2 separate regions of the Sus scrofa genome follow, and region 1 is linked to region 2. Evidence: chromatin contacts called from public Hi-C data. All regions are on one chromosome and are shown on one strand. The core of a region is the stretch at or near the end of the contact, and the rest is flanking DNA. Distances in the headings are between cores, read along the strand shown.

Evidence for each region. Hi-C and Micro-C count contacts between places; a contact is called where the count stands out from the background.
Region 1: a Hi-C map of embryonic fibroblasts shows a contact between it and region 2, with 2.3 times the contacts expected there. The contact joins the promoter of SFR1 here to the enhancer-like site in region 2. A contact is called at or near these places in 1 of 5 promoter capture datasets (fetal liver), 1 of 47 Hi-C or Micro-C datasets (embryonic fibroblasts) and 2 of 2 datasets of contacts at active chromatin or transcription factors (alveolar macrophages and skeletal muscle).

What each region holds. Positions count from the first base shown.
Region 1 is chr14:115,061,918-115,067,060 of Sscrofa11.1, forward strand. SFR1 (swi5-dependent recombination DNA repair protein 1 homolog) reads left to right here and starts at 3,038. Exons shown (of 4, transcript XM_001927227.5): 1 at 3,038-3,190; 2 at 3,983-4,095; 3 at 4,857-5,143. The coding sequence starts at 3,178.
Region 2 is chr14:114,603,650-114,608,683 of Sscrofa11.1, forward strand. The region is part of intron 5 of SH3PXD2A (SH3 and PX domain-containing protein 2A); the gene reads right to left. Among named protein-coding and RNA genes, the nearest start is that of NEURL1, 170 kb to the left of the region's middle. Within about 2 kb of position 2,947, at least 6 of the 83 cell types and tissues checked have an H3K27ac peak or open chromatin away from gene starts, as enhancers often do. A contact at or near this core is called in embryonic fibroblasts, where this site is marked.

The DNA of each region.
Region 1 (5,143 bases), core at 1,788-4,287, 460 kb after region 2:
ACCTCCACATGCTGTGGGTTCAGCCAAAAAGAAAAAAAAAGGGTGTGTACTTACAGTTTAATTGTTTTAAAAAATACCTATGAAGGAAGTTCCCTGGTGGTCTAGTGGTTAGGACTCAGCACTTTCACCGTTATGCCCTGGGTTCAATCCCTGGTCTGGCAACCAAAATCCCACATCAAGCTGCTGCATACTGCAGCCCAAAAATAAATTAATAAATAAATAAAAGACAAATAAAAAAATACCTGTGGATACCAGCTATGTCTACACGATATTAACATTTTTGTCAATACAGAAAAGTCAAAGGAATGGAATTTAGGACATCCAGAGATTATTGTTAAGATTTTTAAAGTAATGTTAAAGCCAAAAATTAAAAAAAAAAAATCCACTGCAATAGAATTTAAATTGTGGCTTTTGTGTGTGTGCACGTGTGTGTATGTGTTTGTATGGAGAAAGAGAGCTAGAAAAAGAAGTAGAGGGAGAGAGACAGAGTCAGAGACAGAGACTATTCACTATTCTCTTCTTGCTATTAAAAAAGGAAAAAACCCTCATAAAGGCTTTTAGGTTTATGTCATCATTCCACCAACAATAATCACAGACAAGAATGAATGGAAGAAGTGTTTTACCACTCCCCAATGAACAACAATGTGGCGAACAGTAGCCTTGGGTACTGAGGAAATTTAAAAACAGAGAAAAAGCCTGCCTTAGGTTAATATTAATTACTATTATCATTGAATTCTCTTTTCTAAATTGTTCTCTAAGGTGGAATTAAGAGTCCTTGCCTTCAAGCTCTCTGGGGCAGCATTCTTCCCTGCCTGAAGAGTTCCATTTGAAATATACAATGTCCTAGTTCAGAAACAACAAACTCCAGCAGATTTCAAGCTCTTAAAGACAAGGAAATGGTTGCGAGGCTCTGTCTACACAAACAATGAAAACTATAAGGGCTATACTCTAGATCCCTTACTAAATTGAGAGTATTTCGGTATGTGAAGGTGTTAAGTAAATGCAAACTTAAACACGGGAAGATCATTCGATTCTAACAACACATGGAAGTCAGAAATGTAGGTCAACAAATGCACAATTGTGAAATACAGATTGTTCTGAGTACTTGGTCTGAAGTTCTTTGAAAATCTGGCCAAAACAATTCCATTTAATATACCAGTTCACATAATAAGCAAGTCAGAAATTTGCCAGGCAAGATGTTGTTTTCGTTTTTGGAGCCAGCAAAAACACAGCTCTAAGCTTAGGTTGTAATGATAAAAGGTTTCTGGAGCAGCTGATTTTAGGGAATTAAAAAAACAACCCAACCTTATGCCCTAAGGTGTAAAGAATATGCAGAGTGTGCACTGGGCTTCTACTGTCAGGGCAAATCTGCCTTTTTCAGTGTAACTGATGCCAATGGATGAGTTAAAGGGAGAAATAAATGTACAGACTGAGACCTGTGGCTTGCTGAGGTGAATAACACCTATGTCACAAAATCATGAGTTCTCTCATTTTGTAAATTCCTTGAGATTAATTTATGTAATTTTGATACTATTAGAAGGATTGGAATGCATTATTAATTATACATGGAAGCTTCAAGTTTTCTATTTGTGGCTTCAACTGTGAGAGATCCTATAGACCAGAGCATCTTTTAAATAATACGTGGCCCTTTTTGGGTAAATAAGTGAATGTGAAAGAATTTTATGATGCATTCCTTTAACTCAATTAGGGAATGGTGAACGTAGTCACATATGTAGCATAACAACTAATGAGTGTTTCCTACTGCTGTTCACCCTGTCATGAGTTCTCACTTAATTCTCCAGTATCTAGGTTGATACTATTATCCCCACTTTATGGATGAAAAAACTGAGGCACAGAGACACTACATTACAAAGAACACAAAATAATGGTGTTGAGATTTGAACCTAGGCAACTGGACTCCAACATTTACATCCCTAACACTGCATTATATCGTCTTCAGGATCTGTATTTATATTCCACTGTTCAGGACACCTTAAATTCCTACCGGGTACTGGCTACTTCTAAACCATTATTATTTTAGTGAAACACAGTATCAACGTTTAAATTGGCCATTCGCTAGGATTCAAAACATTGGATCCTTAAAATTTCCAACTTCCACGTGACTCAGAAATTACTCAACTGTCTTCTCCTAAACCTAGTGCTCCACCCAATTTAATTAACTTTGTTGTTGCGCAGCATCAGAACGGCAGCACACAGGAAAGGATTATTTTAGATTAAGGATACTGCTGCCCAGCATTCAGCGAGGGCAAACTTCTGGACCAATACAATCTTATTCAGCGATTGCTGGGCTTCCTGTGTTGCACCACGACAAATTTTCCTTGGACTACATTTTTTTTTTTTTTCCTCTCTCTCAGATTTGACTTAACAATTTGAAGCCAAGCTAAAGAATCTAAATGTTGTGGTAGATTCAGCAGAGAACTCATGGACGTGCCGCCGAGTTTGCGGCAGCAAAGGCTAAAAATTAGCTCAACTGCATCCGCTCTCAGATTTCTAACCTGTTTGACTCTCAAAAGGCCATTTAAGCCAGCGCTGCTCTTTTGTGGTCTCGCCTTCGGAGTTTACAAGCTGTAAATTTAACACAGCCGGCCCCACGTCTCTGGGTCCCGTGCAGCGTGAAGAAAGGCCTTTGCTGTGGAGAGCGCGGAGACGAGACAGACGCCGGCCAGATGAGGGCAAGCATTCTTAGGCGTCCTTCTCAAACACACAAAACCCAGGAAGCAGGAAAGGAAGGCAGTGCAAGGAAACAGTAGGGAGGAGAAGCCGCGCAGAGAAACCGCCCCCTTCTCGAGAACAGTCTGCCATTTAAAAGCTCAGCCCGGCGCGCGCCTGACGCCCGCGGAGGCTCACGGCCGCGCGCGCGCACAGTCCCGAGCCTCCCGGGCGCTGGGCGGAGCAGAGCCGCGCGCGTCGGTCAACTCAGCCAATCATGTATCTCTGCCCCCCCCCGCCCCCGCTTGGCCCCGCCTCGCCCCGCCACCAAGCGAGGCTCGGGGCCGCGCGCGCGCAGTCGCGACACTCCGGAACGCGAGGCAAAGCCAAATTGCGCGCGTCGGTCGGCCTGGCCAATCGCGCGTCTCTTTGGCCTCCCGCGTGGTCCCGCCTCCGAGACGCTTTGGCCAGGGCTGCGGCCGCGCCCGCTTGCCTCGCAGCGTGGGGATGGCGGCGGGAGGTAGGGTCCAGGGCGCCGAGTGGGTCTCTGTTTAGGAGTTGACTGGGGAATGGAGCTGCGCTCCCTCTGCGCGGCGTGGGAACCTCTCAGCTCCACCTCAGGCCTGGGGGCTCGAGGCTCGAGTTGGTTTTCTGCATTGGCGGGCGGGGAGGGAGTTCGCCTCCCTCTGGTAGTTTGCTTGGTGAAGTTGATGGCGTTTGTTTAAGAAACAAACTTCTGTAGACTCTCCCTTTCAGTATCTCTTCGCCATTAATGGAAAACAATGCAGACAGGAGTGAATTAGTCTGTGCTTATGCTCCTTGTTCCTCAGGCCTGGAGCGTCGGTCATTGGTTCTAGTCACACAACTTTGATGATTAGGGTAGTGTGACTGGTCTGATTATGTGTTTTTGAGTCAAGACTTAATTTATGCTCCCTTTCATTGTGAAGCTGGCGTAATGAAATTGGCGAAATTAAAGAATTCCTGACTGTACAAAGTTGTTATTCTCCCTACCCTCCACGTGGCAGATTTTGAGGACTTCATCAATAAGAACAAGTGGAGAGTTGTTTCTATAAGAAGCTAGCGGGTTAACTTGTCTGAAAAAACTAGTAGTCACCATATGGACCAACACTATCTGGTTTAGGAAGGTAAATGGAAAACTGCAGAAGGATCAAGAATGAATCACAACTAAATGAAAAGGGAAGTTGTGGGCTTACTTGTGGATGTTACACACAACAGTAAAAAAAAATTACTTGATAAAAATTGAGGAATGTAGAGGTATGGGTTCATTTGATTTCCATTATTGCTTTTTTAGAAGTAAACCAAGATTTCAAGATGGGAAGTCCAGACTCAGCTGTGATTTTACCTAGCACTCCACAAGCCGGTGCCAATCCACCATCTCCCCCTACAAGTAGTACAAGAAAACAAGTATGAAAATCTAATATTTTCTAATTTTATATTTCTAAGTATTGTGTCACGGGTGGTTTTAAGTCTATTGAAGATTGTTAACAATGTGTAGACTAATAAGTAAAAATTTTCTTAGCAAAAATTTTTAAGTCATTCCCCTAAGGTAATGTATTGGACACCCTCCTCCCTGCTCCCGCCCAAGTTTTCATCATGAATCAATAATTTTCATTTAGTTTCAGTTCAGGTTATTACAATATTCTAAACAGGAAGTTTGAATCTGTGAGGTCATAAAGGTCTTTGGTAGAAAAATCTAGGTCTTTTCCTTAATTTGTAAGTCTGAAGCACCTAGAATAGTGTCATGCGTGGGCTAGTTACTGAATAAATGTTTGTGATTACTGGGATAAGTGTCTCCACACTGTTTTAGAAGGGGGCTGACTTTGCTAAAATAAAAAAATAAAATTTAGTCGAGCTTCCAGAAATTGGACATTGCGTGATGGTTACTTTAGATATATGGAGACAGAAAGCCATCTAGTGGTTCTGCTATAGAAATGTAAAGTCTTGATTTTTAGTGGATTTATTTATGTCAAGAATTTTTTCTTGGAGTTCCCTTCTGGCACAGCAGGTTAAAGATCCAGTGTTGTCACTACAGCAGCTCAGGTTGCTGCTGTGGCACAGGCTCGATCCCTGGCATGGGAACTTATACAGGTGGTGGGTGCAGCCTTTAAAAAAAAAAACGGAGGTTTTTCTTGATTAATAGTATCAATGTTTGATGTCTTTTTCAGCCTATGAGTGCAACCCTTAGAGAAAGGTTAAGGAAAACTAGATCTTCATTTAATTCCTGTTATAGTGTGGTAAAACGACTTAAAGTTGAGAGTGAAGAAAATGATCAGACTTTTTCAGAGAAACCAGCATCTTCAGCAGAAGAAAAAAACTGTTTGGAATTTCAAGAAAATTTTAAACACATAGACAGTGAATTTGAAGAAAGTCCATATTCGAAAAATACCTTCAAGAATATCAGTGCATGTGAATCTAATTCATTTGATACTGAATCATGCAGAGATCTCCAAGA
Region 2 (5,034 bases), core at 1,697-4,196:
GAGGCAGAGCTTATTGCAAGGCCAGGAAGGGTGTTGAACTTCTGAGCACTGGGTTCAAATTCTGTCACTGACAGGGAATTCCCTTGTGGCAGAGCAGGTTAAGGGTCCAGCTTTGCTGCGGGTTCAATTCCTGGCCCGGGAAGCCAGGAACTTCCACAAGCCTCAGGTATGGCCAAAAAAACCCAAACCAAAACCTTTAATAGTTTCACCTGCCCTGGGCTGCCCCAGCTTGGAGCCTGCCCTGCCCTCCAGCAAGGAATTAACCCAGACTCAGCATCAGGCTACTTCCCAAATGCTGCCCCCACTGCCTCCAGCTCTTGCTCCTACCTTTGGCCCTTCTCAGTACCCCTGCATCTACCAGTCCTCAGGGGAGCCTCTAAGACACTGGAGGTCTATTAAGTGCTCAGGAGGGGATGGCTGGTGAGCTATGTGGAGACTAAAGAAAATGCCTTTCTTTGCCCCTGGAATCAAAGAAAAGGTCGATCGCCTAGCTTTGCTTGAAGCCAACTGGCCAGCTAGGTCTCCTGGCTGCAAAGTGGGGTGGGTCACTTGAAGGAAAGGACAGTTACCCCCATGGTCACTCCCTGAGACTCTGATCCTGGGAGTCTGAGGGGTGGCCTGGACTTAGGGAGCATTTGTTAAGCTCCAAGGTGACTTGCCTCTGCAGCCAAGGATGAGAGGATCCTCCCCTTTGAGGCTCCTATGTTTCCCAAAATTTGCACCGAGGACCCTGTGAGTTGGAAGGCTGGGCTTGGCCCAGGAATTTGCATTTCTGATACCCCACCCCAGCAGCCCTCATGTTTGAGAACCTCTTTCAATCTTCACATTCAGGAGTTCCCGTCGTGGCGCAGTGGTTAAGGAATCCGACTAGGAACCATGAGGTTGCAGGCTCGGTCCCTGCCCTTGCACAGTGGGTTAATGATCCGGCGTTGCCGTGAGCTGTGGTGTAGGTTGCAGACGCGGCTCGGATCCCGCGTTGCTGTGGCTTTGGTGTAGGCCGGTGGCTACAGCTCCGATTCGACCCCTAGCCTGGGAATCTCCATATGCCGCGGGAGCGGCCCAAGAAATAGCAACAACAACAACAACAACAACAACAAAAAAGACAAAAGTCAATCTTCACATTCACACTAAGGAGATCCGATCATCCCCATTTTACAGATGAAGAAACAGAGGTTCAGCCACTGCCCAAGGTCATCTAAGCTGGAGAAGGGCTGTGGTTCATAAGCCCACCTGCCCGAATGAAAGTGTCTCACGGATGGAGTAAGGGAGAATCTGTTGAATCTGTTGCCTCCAAAAGGGAGGGTCCTCCTATGTCCCCTTCCCCTACCAGGCAGTGAGGGAAGGCTTGAGCCAGGGTCACCTCCCTAGAGCAGAAGGGAGTAAGGGGTAAGGCCGCGTCTGAAGAGCCTGGCTGTGCCCTGTGAGCTCTGCTGTGGGGAGAGTTCCCAGCAAGGAGGAGGAGAGCATTATACGGAGACTGCGTCCTGCCCAGCAGGCTTGAGTCTCCCAAGGAGAGAATGTTTCTCAAGGCTTTTTTTTTTTTTTTTTTTTTTTGGCAGAGTGGGGCCTGGGGAAGGGCAGGGAATGGAGACAAGGAGGAACCGCCCCACCTGCCCCACAATTTCCCCACTGGTCCTGCAGGAGAAGCCTCGGGGCCAGGGGCCACAATGGCCCACTGCCCATCCCCTGGCTCCCCGGAATCCAGACAGGGGGTGGCCTCCTTGCAGTGATGGCCATTCTCTTTCCCTCTGTTTGTGCAGCTGTGGCTACCCAGGATCCTCTTTGAGCTTGTCAACAGCCCCAGAGGGGAGACAGCAGGTCATTACCATGTGTGACAGAAGCACACTAACGCTGGGGGTGGGGGGAAGGGGCGCATAATTCCCCAGGGGGCTGAGGGTCTGCTCTGTGCCAGGCCAGGCCAGTGATTCTTGACCTGGTCATTCAACAGGATCATGTAGGGAGATTGGCACAAATTCAGACGTGGGGCCCCAACCCCACCTCACCTAACCCAGTGTTTGCATCTCCGATGAGCACCTTGGGGTTCTGAGGTTGGGCCAGTGTTGGCTGAGAACCTCAGGCCCAGCACAGTGTCCACCTCCATCACTATGACCCTGACACGTGAGCAGGAGGGGGGCCAAGAGACCCTCCAGTCCCTGTACCATAATCTCCATCAGGACACCAGCCACCCCTAAGAAACATTAATGCTTCCAGAGAAATCCCCTGGCCAGCCGGTCCTTCAACCAGAGTACAAGCCCGTCCTGCCAAGGACTTCTGGACCCCGTGGTCTCCCTGTTTTGCAGGTGAGGACAGCAAAGGTAGAGAAGCTGGACAACTTGTTCCAGGTCACACAGTGAGTAGGTGAGGCTGGGCCTGGGTGGCCAAGAACCCAGGCCTTGCTCTGGGGCTCAAGACCCATCCCCAAATGCTGCCACCAGTGGGTGCAGGGGAAGGAGGGCAAACCCATGGGTTAATGGATGGAGGCTGAGACCCTGGCAGTGGGATTGCCAAGCTGGGACTGGATGGTGGGATGGCAGGCGTAGGAATCCTTCACACGGCATCTGGACTCCAGCCCGAGCAGGCGCAGCCCTAGTAGGAGGCCTCTAGGTCGGGCACCTTTTAGCAAAGCCGTTTTGTATTTTTAGCCGCTGAATATGGTGAGAAGCAGTTTAGGTATCCAGTGGCTGGGACTCCCCCATCCCTCACATACCAGGGCATGGAGCGGGGGGGGGGGGGGGCATCCACCTCCCACTGCCCTGCAGTAAGTCCTGACCTGGGCAGGACAGCAGGCCTTCTGCTGGAGTCTGGTTCCCCATCAACCCAAGACCCCCTACCCACCTCCCCTCCTTGCTCCAATTCTTGCCCTGAGCTGGGGCTGACAGCCACCCCCACCACTGGTGATTCCACTCCTGGTAGGTCACAGTCTAGCCTGCTTCCCACTTGCTGCTGAATCACTATCACCCAGGGAGTCAGAGGAAGGAGAAAGGGAGGGGAGGCGGGGACTAGCATTTCCCTCTGGCGCTGCCAGAAGCTAATGTAATTGAAAAGGCCTCCCAGGTTGTCCTGACGTGGCTCCATCAGGCCACTTGGCCTTTTCTGCAACTGGTCCAGGGGCGACCAAGACCACAGGTACAGTGACGAACCATCCTGGGCAAACTGGGACATGGGACTTTAAGGACTCATGGGAAGGTCGCAGACAAACCAGGAGAGTTGGTCACCAGATGGTCCATAGGTCAGGCCTGGCTGGGAGAAAAAGGAGCAGGGTTCCTCCACCCAGGACCATATCCATCCCCCACTTAAACAGGGACTCCTGAGTCTTCCCCCCACCCCACCCCCACCACGGGATATAAACAGTTCATGTCTTGGCCGTTCCTCATAGGATGATGCTGTCTGCAGAGGGAGGGTAGGTGCAGGAAGCGGAGACCCCACTTCAACTCTCGACTGCTTGCTTGCCGGGTGGTCAGTTGAGCTACCTCCTTCACCTCTTGAGCCTCTATCTCTCTGTCTGTGGAGTGAGGATAATAACTGTACCAACCCCTGAGCATTTGGGGAAGATGAAACATAGAGTCCTCATAAAGGGGTTCACAGAGTGCCCAGCACAGAAAATGCTGTAGAAATTATTCTTCTTTCATGCCTGGATCTGACCCCACCTCTGTCGCTACGCAAATGACAGGATCTGACCCCACCTCTGTCGCTACGCAAATGGCAAAGACCTGTTTGAACTTGGACCCTGGCAGAACCCCCTAAAACCAAAGGAAGGGCCTTCTTCTTAAGGACCCCACCATGAAGCTGACAGCACAGTGCCACGCAGGGGTGAGCCCAGCCCCCTAGGCAGAGTTTTGGACTTTGACAGACTTGGAAACCAGCGCTGGTCTCTGTCTGGTGCTGTCCACGGGGGGAAAGCTGGTTTGTACACACAGCATCTGAACAGGGCTCATCTGGAAATAATCATATCTTCAGGGTGACATTGACCCACAGGAATTGGCAAGCCCTGGATTTCTTTATTGGGATGCGTTTGACCTCCCAGGAGCAGCAAATGCTCAGAGCCCTGAACCAAGAGATGTGAAGGGCTCTGAGTTTTTGTGCTAACAGCACCCAGAAGGATCAGCTTTCCTTCCCCCCCACCGCCTTTCATTTCTCTTGGTGAGACATGCTGTGCTCCTTCCCCGGACATTCCAGCGAAGGGGCCGGAGTTGGAGACAGAAAAGAGGGAGAGGCTGGAGGGAGGGGGCGGCTAAGGCATTTCACAGTCCCTGCGTCTCGGCCACCTGCTTTTGCTTCCCCGCCCTCTGCCCTTTCTTCAACATTCCCGACAGGCATCTGCCCTTCAGTGCTCTGAAGGAGGCAGAGGTGGTGTTAATCCACTTTATGGATGAGGAGACTGAGGGGTCCTGAGGGCTTCAGTGGCTTGCCCGGCCTGGGGAAGCTCCACTGGCATTCCTGACCCAGAGGGTGCCCCGTGCCGAGGTCCACCAGGGAGAGGAGGCACAAACAGCAGAGCAGGCTCTCTCGCTGGGGAAAAGAGGTGGCCATGCTGCTGGTCAAGGTTCCCGGAGTGAGAGGCAAAGCCAGGAAGAGCCCCTGAGGCCAGGGAGAGGCTGGGAAAGGAAGCACAGGCTGGAGCCAGCTCTGTGGAAGGGCGCCGAGTCCTTGGCAGGTGGAATTCTAGTGCTCCAGAGCCATGCCCTCCGCTGCCTGCCACCCCCGTCCCTCACTCCCATCAGCAAGTGCCCTGGCAGAGAAGGACACGCACACAGTGCCAGCCTGATGTTCTCACCCTCCTGTCTGCTGGCTGACATTGGCCGCTCGGCCCAGGATGCCTGTCTGCAGAGCCTGCGGCTGCTGGGAACTACTCAAGAAGCCGGCTGGGTTGCCAGAGGGCTGTGGGTGACCTTGAGAGTTAAGTGGTCTTGAGGACGTGGGTGGTACCTAGAATATGGGGGCTGGGGGCACCGGTATGCGACCTTGGCTGGGGGAGTGATGTGGAGCCCTGGAGGTATATCTCCTGCTGCTGATGGTTTTGACTGCTGTTGTTAA